2 separate regions of the Gossypium hirsutum genome follow, and region 2 is linked to region 1. The links are chromatin contacts, called in public Hi-C maps. All regions are on one chromosome and are shown on one strand. Each heading gives the region's core, a stretch centred on a gene start, on an enhancer-like site or on the middle of the called end of the contact. The rest is flanking DNA. Distances are from core to core; before and after follow the strand shown.

Region 1 (6,352 bases), core at 1,243-3,742:
TGGTGTGACAACACTTCTACAGTGTCTATGGCTGCCAATCCAACCCATCATGCTCGCATGAAGCACGTAGAAATTGATAATCATTTCATACGAGAAAAAGTGGCTGCAGGTGCCTTACAAGTTAATTTTGTACCCTCTGCTAAGCAGATTGCTGATGTTCTTACAAAACCTATACCTCCAAAGCAGTTTGCTGGCTTTCGACTGGATTTACAAGTTCAATTACATGACAAGAGTTGTAAAATTCAAACGAAACCAGGAGAATGTTAGAGCTATAGTCTGTTAGTTAGTTAGCTAATGAATAACCACTGCTTGTGTTGGTTAAAGTTAGTTAGATCAGTTTAACTTCTACTGCTATAAATAAGCAATAGTTGCTGTACTGAAGCTCAAGTTAATTTTCTAATAACAATTCAGTATTGTTGATATCTTAACACTATGACTGTATAGAGCAAATCAAATTGTGCAACATGTAAAAAATAATTATTATATTTATTTTTTAATGTCAGTATATAAAGTTATACATTTAAAATTTTTATTTAATTAATAAAACTGTTAACTATTATATGATGATGCGTATGATATAATAGAATCTGATGTGATCTGAAACAAATATTATATAAACATAATTTTGAGTTGGGGCACGATTATAGTTGGAAAAGATTACTAGTTTATTTATAAAAAAATCAAATGAGATGAATAAGTAGAAAGAAATATCCCCAATTGTGTTACCAACTCCAAAGACTGTAGTTAGTGGGATAGCAAAGAAATGTTAAATTAAATGTTTCTTATGAAACACACTGGGGATCTGATTTGAGTTTGAAAAGAGTAAATGGGGCAGTTAAATTGATGGTCAATGAGATGGAAATAGAGTGGGACAGTGACACAGGGGGTATATTATTTATACACTATGCAAACCAATTTGTTTGTTAGTTTAAAGATTTGATGCACGCAATTTGTGTGCGCCAAAATATATAGATTCCAGGGTCCTGCACGTGGAGGAAACTAGCTAGTTCAAAGTAGAAGGGCAGATCAATAAGAAGGGTTGTTGAACATATGCCCTCTTTCATCTCCTCTTAACCACATTTTTTCCAACCCAATCAAATCTCTTCTTCTCAAATTATTCCATCATTGGATGCATGCATTTTTTATTTACCGTGTTTTTGTTCCCATGTCTATGCAAACTGTAGTGCAGGAATGCCACATGGTATGAGATGAGTTGTTTTTTCTCCCAACCAATCTCTATTTATATATATTCTAAATTTTATTACATACTTACAACATTTAAAATAATATATAAAAAGTGTGGCTTGAAAGCAGTTAATAGTAACACCTTTTTTATTTTTTATTTTTTATTTAAATAAAAACACTATGTTATTCAATAATTAAAAAACTATTTATGTACTTTAGTCTTTTTATTTTTTAGAAAACCTAATAAAAAATTTCATGCGGTTGAATTTGAATCCATACAATTTACACTAATAAATCAACTTTACCACTAAAGTAAAGCTTTATTTTAATATAATATTATATTTTAATTGTATTATTAATTAATTTCAAACCGTACATTTTATTATTTATCATATGTTATTTTATACGCACTTCTATGTTCTAAATATATGGTTTTCACATACATTTTCATGTGACAGGATTTTTAATTATATTTAAGAAGCTTATTAAGTTGATATCACCCTTTGATCAAGTCCAACTCAATTGAATATAAATTCTTCCCCTCAAACTCTATTTAATGTTTTAACTCTTAATTCAATCCTAAAATGAAAATTTTTTTATTTAGTTTTAATCTACTGTAATATTTTACATAATTTTTATTTTTATTAATCTAAACTAAATCTATGTTATAAAATCTCATGAAAATAAGAAATTATTATCGAAATATGTAAAAATGATTATAAAAAATAAAATATTTTTTTAAACTCTTAAATAGTTAAAAATACTAAAATAGTGTGTTTTTAAAGGAAATATACTAAAATCGTTATAAATTCTAAAGAGGGGTATTTTAATAGTATAACAAAGCCAGGCGGGTGAATTTTACCTGCTTGGTTGCCACTCTTTCTTATTCTTTTTCCTAGGCTCTGTAAAAAACAAATGAGTTAAAAAGCAAAGGTATTTTTTAAAATATATATGTACTCTTTAGAAATGTAGTTTCTATATTTTACTAGTAGGAATTAATTTTTTTTTAATTTTAAAATTTAGATTAAATTGTTAATAATTTTAAAATTATTATTATTTAGTTAAATAGATATTAAATGATTTTTTTAATATTTTATATCAATAAATTTAACAGCAAAAAATGTAACAGTATCAATAATTCAACCTAAATTTTTAAACTAAAAAAAATAAATTCTTTAAAATAAAAATTTTTAAATTTGTGAATACCACTAATTATTGTATATTTTAACGGTTAAAAAAATAAGGATGGCGCATGTGGCTATTTCTAGATCATTAACGTTCCCCCTTTCATGGCTTTAAAAAGGAGGCGACGGCTTTGTAGTGTCATGTGCTCATTTTAGCGCACACATACACGCACTCTCTCTCTCTCTCTCTCTCGAGTTTACATCACCTCTTTTCTGGTTTTTGTGATCATTTCAGATTGTGCGGCTGGAATCGTAGAAGAAAGAAAAAAAAAATGGGAAGAGCCCCATGTTGTTCTAAGGTAGGTTTGAACCGAGGTCCTTGGACAGCCAGAGAAGACACATTGCTGATTAATTATATACAGGCTCATGGAGAAGGTCATTGGAGATCTTTGCCTAAAATGGCTGGTAATTTTCTACATCTGTCTTAATAAGCAGCTACAATTTTATTTCTTGCTCTAGTTGTAATTTCATTGATTTTGGGTTTGGTGGGCACTGTTCAGGGTTGCTTAGGTGCGGAAAAAGCTGCCGACTAAGATGGATTAACTATCTCCGACCTGATATCAAGCGAGGAAACATTACTCCCGACGAGGACGACCTCATTATCAGGCTTCATTCTCTTCTGGGAAATCGTTGGTCTCTCATTGCTAAAAGACTTCCAGGCAGGACCGACAATGAAATCAAGAACTACTGGAATTCTCACCTCAGCAAAAGGGTGCTCAATAATTCACAAACTAATTCAACTACAAGAAGCAGCCGTAAAGCCAAGAAAGCCACTGAAAAGAAGCAAAAGGCCAATGTGGAGGAGAAAGAAGAGATAAAGGTGCTGCATCAACCAAAAGCCAGCAGGGTTTCGCCATTCTCAGTAATATCAAGGAGCAGCAGTTTTGACAGCCTCATAAGTGGGTCATCTAGCAGCGGTGAAGGGAGCAAAGGAACCAATGATGCCTATGTTTTTTATATTCCTAGCTATTGGTCCGACTTTGCAGCTGATACTAACCTAGAATTTCCTGACGCTGAGGCGTTTTCAGATGCCACACCCGTAGGAGATAGTAATTTGCTTGACGACATTTTTGAAGAATACCAGAAACTTCTTGATGGCGATGACCCTGGCGAAAGAGATTCCATATTTGATGTTCTCTCTTGTTTTTGAGTATTTTCTGCTACAAGATTCTCCACTGTATAATTCAATCTCAATGAACTACTAATTAAAATCCTAAAAACACTCTCAAAAACAGTATCTGGAACTGAATCTTCCTTAGGATCGAATTAAGAAATACGAGAAACGATAGTAAGGAAGAAAACAACCGAAAAACATGTTGCCGTTGCTCTTTCGTTCTACATCACCTTTCAAGGCACTTCCTTATTAACAAAGCCACCTCAGTCATTTTGATTTAGATTTGTACTAAAATTATTAAATAACAAAATGATAATACCTAACACATTTAATCTATTTATAATATATACAGAAGTAAAAACGGTAAGGATCCGATTTTCGGTAAGGTTAGAAAATGTGGATTTGGAATTTCGTATCTGTTAATCGAGCCTATAAATATAAAATAAGAATATTTACGGAGTTATTATGAAAATATAATAAATCTTGGTTAAATAATTTAATGGAGAAAATAGTTAATTAAGTTTAGGGACTAAATTGTGAAAGTCCAATCGCTATAAAGATTTAATTTAGAAAAATGTAACATCCCACGTGGCGAAGTCCTAGTATTCAATTATTGTTTGTCGATGTATGGTATTTAGAGTAAATTTTGAGTGGGTAAGGTGTTAGATTTGACTAAGTATATAAATTCTATGAATGCGCCTTTGGACGAAGTTTGTGTTTGGCGAGCTTGCTGGTTTGGCACGAATATGTTACGTCCTTAGTTTCAAAGAGCTATTTATTATTTTATTATTATATTATTATTTTGCATGAACAATTTAGTTACAAAAATAAGAATTGGTTCAAAGAGAACTAAGTTATTGTAGTCGATAAGACTCACATTTATGATGAGAAAGAAAGTGCTTAGTCATAGGAATCTGACTTATCCACTAAACCTAGCTTTCGTGTTTATCTGTATAAAGTTAGTAATGGCTTTTTGAGCAAGTTTTACGTTTTCTCTTGCACCCATATTTTCTTCTCAAATTTTATCTTCACCTTTTCTCTCAAAAAACTTAATACTTGAGGCTTGCTTGAAGATTGGGTTCGATGTACTCAGCCAACTCTTTTGTTGTTTAGTACCTGGTAAATATTAATGAACTTTAGGTTATTTTCATGGTTATTTACGTGACCTTAGAGTTGTATGCTTTAGGGCCGGTTTAGAGTGTAAGAAAGGAAATTTCCTGATTCCGAGTTTTTTGCTAATGTTTCCTACAAGCTTGTTTAGTTTTTTGGTATAGTGATCTGATAAGTTTAACTATCTTTATTAAAGCTCAAGAAACTCCTGAAGCTTCTTCTGATAAGTGCAAAGGTCTTGTTATTTAAACTTGTTGCATTTTTTGACGAGTTCCTTCTTCGTTCCATATGTGTGTAATGCCTTTGTTTATATTTTGTTCAAGGTAAATATTTACATTCTGTAAAGATGATATGTTTGCACATGAGTGATGGATGTTCGTTGTTATTAGTCTAAGTTGGTTTATCTGTGTAAATGGAGTAATGGCCTTTCTTCGTGTTTTAGTCGTTACCCTTTTCTTTTACAATGAACAATATAGATTGAAAAAGGAAAATGAATTCATGGCATTACCTTTAATGAAACTCGATTGAACTGGCAAGTCGTGATACATGAAAATGGTCGTGTAGCCTCTGGTAGGGAAAATGTTGTTACAAAACAAACTGACAAATCAGGACAAAAGAAAACAAATGATACAGCTTGATTATGGACTTGGTGTGGCTAATGCGAAGAAGGTTGTTTGTATGATTGTATAGGCGTAGCCAAAGGAACAGTGTCTGTCATATAGTCTATATGTGTTTAGTACTCGCCAACTGGCGAGCTGAGTAATTGTGTTGAGTTGGAAAGGTTATGCTTGAATCATATATGACTATTGTAATGCTTTCCTCTGGAACTCACTAAGTTCTTTTAACTTAGTTACCTTTCCTTCTTAAGTCTGTTGACAAAGTAAAGGAATTGCACAGACTACGCTAGAGGACAATTGTCGTTGTGAGACTTCTAATATTTTGTATTATGCATGGCATGATGTGGTATCAAGATGCTCATATTTTGAAAAATGAAATTTTTGTATTTAAACTTGTGTTTACAAAACTATGCTTTCCATGAAATTCCAGTGGAGTCTTATTGGTTTTAAGTGTACCATTTTTACCTAACCTTGAATGACAAACTGTTTATATTTTGTATTAACTTAAATTGTAGTTTAATTTGGTTTATGCCAGATACGGTTTTAAAGATAATGATTTTCTGATAGTAACTCGACATTCTCAAATCCTCTTTAAGGATTGGGTTTAGAGTGCTACAAGTTTTGGTATCAGAGGAAAGGTTTAGCCAATCCTCGAAGAAACCAAAGACATTGTCATTCCCCTATTATGCATAGTACACTTTTGGCTTAGTCTTCAATGTTTTGTGTTATGAAAACACTTCTTTGTAGTGAGAAAAAAATATGTTTGCTTGTTCTAGAGAAAGCACTAGTAAGGAGATGGAAAGTCATGTCCCCGCCCAAGAACAGGCTACCACTGCCAACAACAACATGGGAAATGCATGAAATGCATTTAGAAGTATGTTCTTTGTAATGAGACTCAGTTGTTTGATCAATTCATGGGAAATAAACAAGCACAACAGCCTTAACAACCAAAGCACCCTCCTCAACCACAGCCTAAAGTGGTTCGCCCGGCTGAGCATGCTTCACATGTACCTACTATGACTCCCCCTAATGTTGATCTTGTCTGAGATATTTGGAAAAGGGGCGCCAATGAATTCCTTAGTGATAAAAGAGATGACCCTACTATAGTTGAGCAATGATTATCTTGGTTGTGTAGGGTTATT
Region 2 (6,352 bases), core at 2,212-4,711, 300 kb after region 1:
ATTTGTCTCTTTTTTTTTGTATTTTTTGTTAATTGATGTTAGATACTTGACGGAATTTTGGTATTATGACAAAATCATCCTTCAACTTTTACATATTATGTCAATTTAGTTATAATTTTAAAAAAAAATTTAACCTCAATATTTACATATTATCTTAAATTAGTCATAATTCTAAAAAAATATCAAAGAAATATATAAAAATACATAATATTTTTTAAAAATATATAAAAATTTACATTGTATATGTAATTAAATGTATGATTTACTTGCAGGGGCAACAGAAACTGCAATTGTATAAAGTTTGTGTGATTTTCATAGTCTTTCTTCACCTTTGGTTATAAGATGAAGAGGGAGGATATTTTTAAATCATGGCTTCGGCTAAGAGAATTTTTGTAGCCTTCTTCATGATGTTAATTAGCATGGAATTCTTTTTGTCATTTAAGTTGAAGAAAAGAAAATACACCACCATTTTATATATATATATATATATTTCTTTGAATTTTTAAGAATTAGGGTAAAAGCTATTTTTTAAAATTATGACTAAATTAACACAATATGTAAAATTGAGGGCTAAGTTTATTATTATACTAAATTTTGAACTATTACCTCACCTTTTTGTCAAGCATCTAAAACCAGTTAAAATAAATAAACCTAATTAATTGAGTGGTAAATTTAAAACTTTTAATAGTTGAGTAACCAAAAAATAAATTCAACTATAATTGAGTGACTTGCAATATAATTTACTCTTATTATAAAATTATTTTTAAAAAAATAACCATACAACACTTAACATGAACAAGTGCTCAAAAGTTAAATTCCATCAACAAATTTTTATGGAAATTTAAAACCAAATTTTTGTATTTCCAGTAAAAATGAATTAGGATTTGTGCAAATACAAACACAATTTTTTCATAAGAGATAAATTTTAGATTTTAAAATAAATTTTAAAACCAAGTATTTATAATAAAAAATTAAGGGAATTTTTTTCTCTAAGTTTTTATATCAATGAGTGTATCATTTTTGTCTTGGTACTAGCACGTATTAATGTGTTTCAATACAATGTTTGAGATACCAATCGGTACAAATTGATATGCCTTGGTACAAGCTGGTATTGATCAAAATGAGTCAAAACATACTAGAATGACTCAAACGGAATGAAATCTTAAACATAATAGAACCTAATTTACTTGGTACTGGTTGAAGATCATAACAGTATATACGATCGATATGATCGGTACTATTACGGTACCGAATATCATATTTCAAAAACACAAAGCTTCTTACCGTTCATTTCATTTGCTTCACCCAATGCCACCCCTCCGTTGCATCTATCGCCACCTCTGCACTTATCAAACACCTCTCTCAAGGTGATCAAACTACCTTGAATTAGTATTAGTTACCAAAGAAATTAGATATACAGTGACTTTGAAGAAATTTTAACTAAAAATGATTTTATGTCTTGAAATAACTACGTAAGTGTACGATTGTTGAAATCGTAAAAAATAAAATCTATTTGAAAAATAATAATTAGTAGAAGTGATAGGTAGGATGGAATTCATAAAAAAAAACTGATAATAATTTTGTTTCTTTAATAAACAAGTAAAATAAATTTTAAAAAAAATTTAAAAAACTAAAATTAAAATTAAAATAAAATAAGAAAATCAATATGATAAACTTTAGCTAGAGATAAAGTTTCGATCCGTTTGATTTAAGGTTCTAATCATTTATGCAAAAACAATTTTTAATATTTTTTAATAAATTAGTTATAGTTTCCGACGATCGCCTAATAACTTAATCTCTTCCTATCTTCTCGATGATCAGGACAATTTTCGTTAATTACTTTTCATATTGACAAATAACCCTATAACAGTCGCTTAGGAGTTTAATCTATCAATAGCATTAAGAAAGAAAGTGACCCAATTTTAACCAATAAACACACAATCATGATTTGTTTAAGTTAGATCACATGCCCACACTACATAAATAATCATGCACGGGGTCAAAACTAGGGGGGCCCTCCCCTAAAATGGAAAATTTTCTATTTAGACCCTTTAAGTTTTCTAATAAATGTAAAATTACACTTTGGCCCCCTAAAAATGATAAAATTTTGATTTAATCCTTTAAAACTATAAAGATGCTATTAAAATGGTGAAATTGCATTTTTATTATCATAAAACTTATAATTTAATTTCGGCTCCTCTAAAAAAAATTCCTAATTTCACCCTTGATCATGCATTCGTCACAAATATTAAAAATCAGTCAATCAACTAGTTATCTAATTGACAAAGCAATCATTTTAAGCTATGAAATATCGGCCTAATATTTAACAAATCTGAACAATTTCGATTAATCTAGAAAACATGCAAATACTAAAGAGTAAAGAAAAGATTAGGAATCATTAGATCTCACAAACTTTAGAGATTCAAAATTTGGTTAACCTTCGACTAGAAAAGAAAGGTTAGAAACCCATAAAGAAATAGTAATGTTTATTTATAGAGCAAAAAATATATAACAGAGAAAACACAAAAGTTCCATTGAATACATAAAGTAGAAATATTTTAGGCTTTTTTAATGATTTTCGCGTTAAACTTTCAAGTCATTTTTTAGTGCCTTTCTAACGTTATTGGGCTTGAGTCTTGAGATAGCTTTAGCTAAATCTTTTAATTATCTTTGAATATGTATATTATGGGGTCCAAAATGAGGCCTGTAACTCAAGTTGTAGCCAAAATACTAATACTATTCTATGTTAAAAGTCCAAACCACAAAACCATGCCCAAAATAAAATTTAAGCTACTTTTTTTTCGGGTCTCTAAACTAATAATAAATCAAATATAGATAATATAATTAGTAACATAATTAAAAATAAAAAATATCATAAATAATTTAGAAATTACGCATGTTACTAATTTTTTAAACTAAAAATAATTGTCTTGAAATAATAAGATAAAACTATTATCTAGTGACTTTATAAACTTTTCTATAACTCAAATAATTTTATAATAAAAAATGAATTAGCGTTAAATTCAAAGCTGAAAAAATGTTTTTGAAGTGATTGAGCAAAATAATATATGTGTATAATATTTGTAAAAAATGTTTTTGAAGATTAAAAATAGTTAGAAATTCAAATCTAAAGTTGAATTGTTGAAATACTAAATTTCAATTCATTTAAAATCTTGAATTTTAAGTATTTTAAATTTTAAATAAATATATTTGAAAATATAAATCTAAATTTATGTTCCCAAATCCTGCAATAGGGAATTGGAAAGAAAAATAAGAATTTCTTTGAAAAAAAAAAGAAATTAAGAAAAATAAATAAATAAAATGCAGCAAAAAAAAAAGAGCGGGGATCCCATTGACACGCGTCAAACGACGTGTTTTCATAGACAGTTAGACACTTTGTCATTGTACGTGTCAAACTAAAAAAAGTCAAAACCAAAACAGCAGTTAAACCCGTCCAAGGATCCTGGAGCCTTGAACCCGTTAACCCGAATTCAAAGTCTCTGTCTTTCTTTCTTAAAAGTCCTGTATAAAACCGAATCTGAAGCGCCAAATACAAGGCCGCTAATTCTCTGTCCCATATCGAAACACCCACCTCGTATTTCCCGTCCGCCGCCCTTTCTTCTTCTTCTTCTTCTTCTTCTTCTTCTTCTTCTTTGCAAGTGATTTTGAGTGAACTGATTTTAATTTTTGGGTGTTTTAATTGTTTTGAAGAGATTCCCTCAAAGATGAGACTGTTGAAAGTCGCCACCTGTAATTTGAACCAATGGGCGATGGATTTTGATTGCAATTTGAAGCACATTAAGGATTCCATAACAAGGGCAAAAGAAGTTGGTGCTGTCATCAGGCTCGGACCCGAGCTTGAAATCACTGGCTATGGCTGTGAAGATCATTTCTTGGAACTCGATACAGTCAATCACGCGTAAGTTCCCTTTTTTTTATTCCCCTCTCCCCCCCCCCAAAAAAAAAAAGAGAGAGAGAGCGATTCTTGGAGCTTTGCTTTGCTTTGTGAGGTTATTAAAATTTGGGTTATCAGTCGTTTGTTGGTTATTAGAATTGAATTGTAGTGATTACTGGTTATTTCTTTATGGAATGCAGCGTATGGTTTTTGCTTCTTTTTTTTTTTTTGCTAAATTTACAGTATAAACTGAAACATTTGGTATTTTTATTTAGGAAAGTGCCTCTTTTTTTTTCTTTTTTTTTCTGGATAATGCTTGGTTGTTTGAATGACACAACTAGTATTTTGCTTCTCTGAAATGACAGTTGGGATTATTTGTTTGCAGGTGGGAGTGTTTGAAAGAAATACTTCTTGGTGATTGGACGGACGGCATATTGTGCAGCATAGGAATGCCTATCATTAGAGGATCAGAGCGTTATAATTGTCAAGTTTTGTGTTTTAACCGGAAAATTGTCATGATAAGACCAAAGATGTGGCTTGCAAATGATGGCAATTACAGGGAGCTTCGCTGGTTTACCACATGGAAGCAAAAGGACCAGCTTGTAGAATTTCAGCTCCCACCTGAAATTTCTGAGGCCTTATCACAGACCTCAGTGCCTTTTGGTTACGGATACATTCAGTTTTTAGACACGTAAGCTTAACACTGCTGGTCCTGCTATTATCAGTTCCCATTAAGTTTTATGCCTTAGCTCATAATGATTTCATAACCGGATATCGATCATCATAAGATCATGTCTTCTCTATGTAATGATGCAAATGTAACTTAACATGCAAATAGGTTACATCGCTCGTCATATGAAAGTTTGTCATGGGTTCTTGATGAAACACTAATATTTGAACCTATTTGATCCCTTGTTAGAGCTGTTGCGGCAGAAATTTGTGAAGAGCTTTTTACTCCTAATCCTCCCCATACCGAGCTTGCATTAAATGGGGTTGAAGTTTTCCTGAATGCCAGTGGGAGTCACCATCAATTGAGAAAGCTAGACCTTCGACTTCGTGCTTTTATAGGTGCTACTCATACTCGTGGAGGGGTTTACATGTACAGTAACCACCAGGGCTGTGATGGTGCACGGCTGTATTATGGTAAATAACATGCTTTATTTCCCACTTTATTTCATGGTAACTTTACTCTAGGTTCCAGCATAAATTTAACTAGCGATATGATTTAAGTAGTAATCTTGCTTTGGTTCTTCTGCACCAGTAGAAAATGTGTTGTCTTTCGTGCAAAAATATTGTTTGGTTTATTGAGCACTAATTTATTTATTTCAGATGGGTGTTCCTGTGTTGTTGTGAACGGAGAGGTTGTTGCTCAAGGCTCACAGTTCTCCTTGAAGGATGTTGAGGTTGTGGTTGCTCAAGTAGATTTAGATGCGGTATGTTATAACTTTGCACTCCAATATATTTTTGTTGGGTATTAAAAAAGTATTCTTACTTGAAGCTTGAATGCTATGAATGTATTACCTTTTGTTAAGGTTTTTTTGCATAAAAGAGAAGGGAAAAATGATGATCTCCTATAATGAGAATCTCTGCCACAAGAAGTCCAATAAATAAATAATATGAAGGCGATTATTGAAGACAAACTACTATTAATGCCTAATGGTCACAACAAGAAGATTCTATTTATACAAGTTGGTGGCAAGTTAGGGTTTGCCGCATTTTCCAATTCTTATGCATATGAAAAATTATACTGAAATTTTTGCATTTCTTTGTTAACTACAGGTTGCTAGTTTAAGAGGATCCATAAGTAGTTTTCAAGAACAAGCAAGTTGCAAAACCAAAGTCTCATCTGTAGCTGTACCTTACAATATTTGCAAACCTTTTAACCTGAAAATGTTACTTTCTAGTCCACAGAAGGTTCGTTCTTGCTCAGAAAACATTATTTTGAAAATAAAAAGCTTCTCTGTATTAGTGATTGTTTATTACCTAATTGCATTATGTTATGAATTGAAGATCATGTACCATTCTCCTGAGGAAGAAATAGCATTTGGTCCTGGCTGTTGGCTATGGGACTATTTAAGAAGAAGTGGAGCTTCTGGTTTTTTGCTTCCTCTTTCTGGTGGCGCAGACAGTTCCTCTGTAGCTGCTATAGTTGGATGCATGTGCCAACTTGTTGTCAAAGGTTAATTTATGATTTCATTGTATCCTGCTGCCAAGTAGCACTGCTTCTTTTCTGCTTTTTTATTGGAGTTTTGAACTTCAATTCGTCAAGAATCTTTTCCTGTCACTGAAACCCTTACTGACGAGTCTTCTGCATCATATTTTCTGTTAATAATTAATTTTGCGCATACATACTGTGTTTCAGAAATTGCAAACAGAGATGAACAAGTTAAAGCTGATGCAATACGGATCGGGAATTACGCTGATGGAAAGTTTCCAACTGACAGCAAGGAATTTGCT

The links. Hi-C and Micro-C count contacts between places; a contact is called where the count stands out from the background.
Region 2: a contact with region 1 is called in a Hi-C map of leaf, with 2.4 times the contacts expected there. The contact joins the promoter of LOC107911417 here to the promoter of LOC107911458 in region 1. A contact is called at or near these places in 2 of 34 Hi-C or Micro-C datasets (callus and leaf).

The regions. Positions count from the first base shown.
Region 1 is chrD08:41,253,831-41,260,182 of Gossypium_hirsutum_v2.1, forward strand. LOC107911458 (myb-related protein 308) reads left to right here and starts at 2,493. Exons shown (of 2, transcript XM_016839280.2): 1 at 2,493-2,774; 2 at 2,870-3,589. The coding sequence starts at 2,642. The coding sequence ends at 3,519.
Region 2 is chrD08:41,555,762-41,562,113 of Gossypium_hirsutum_v2.1, forward strand. LOC107911417 (glutamine-dependent NAD(+) synthetase) reads left to right here and starts at 3,462. Exons shown (of 14, transcript XM_016839254.2): 1 at 3,462-3,595; 2 at 3,712-3,919; 3 at 4,281-4,586; 4 at 4,815-5,038; 5 at 5,225-5,328; 6 at 5,675-5,809; 7 at 5,906-6,074; 8 at 6,258-6,352. The coding sequence starts at 3,726.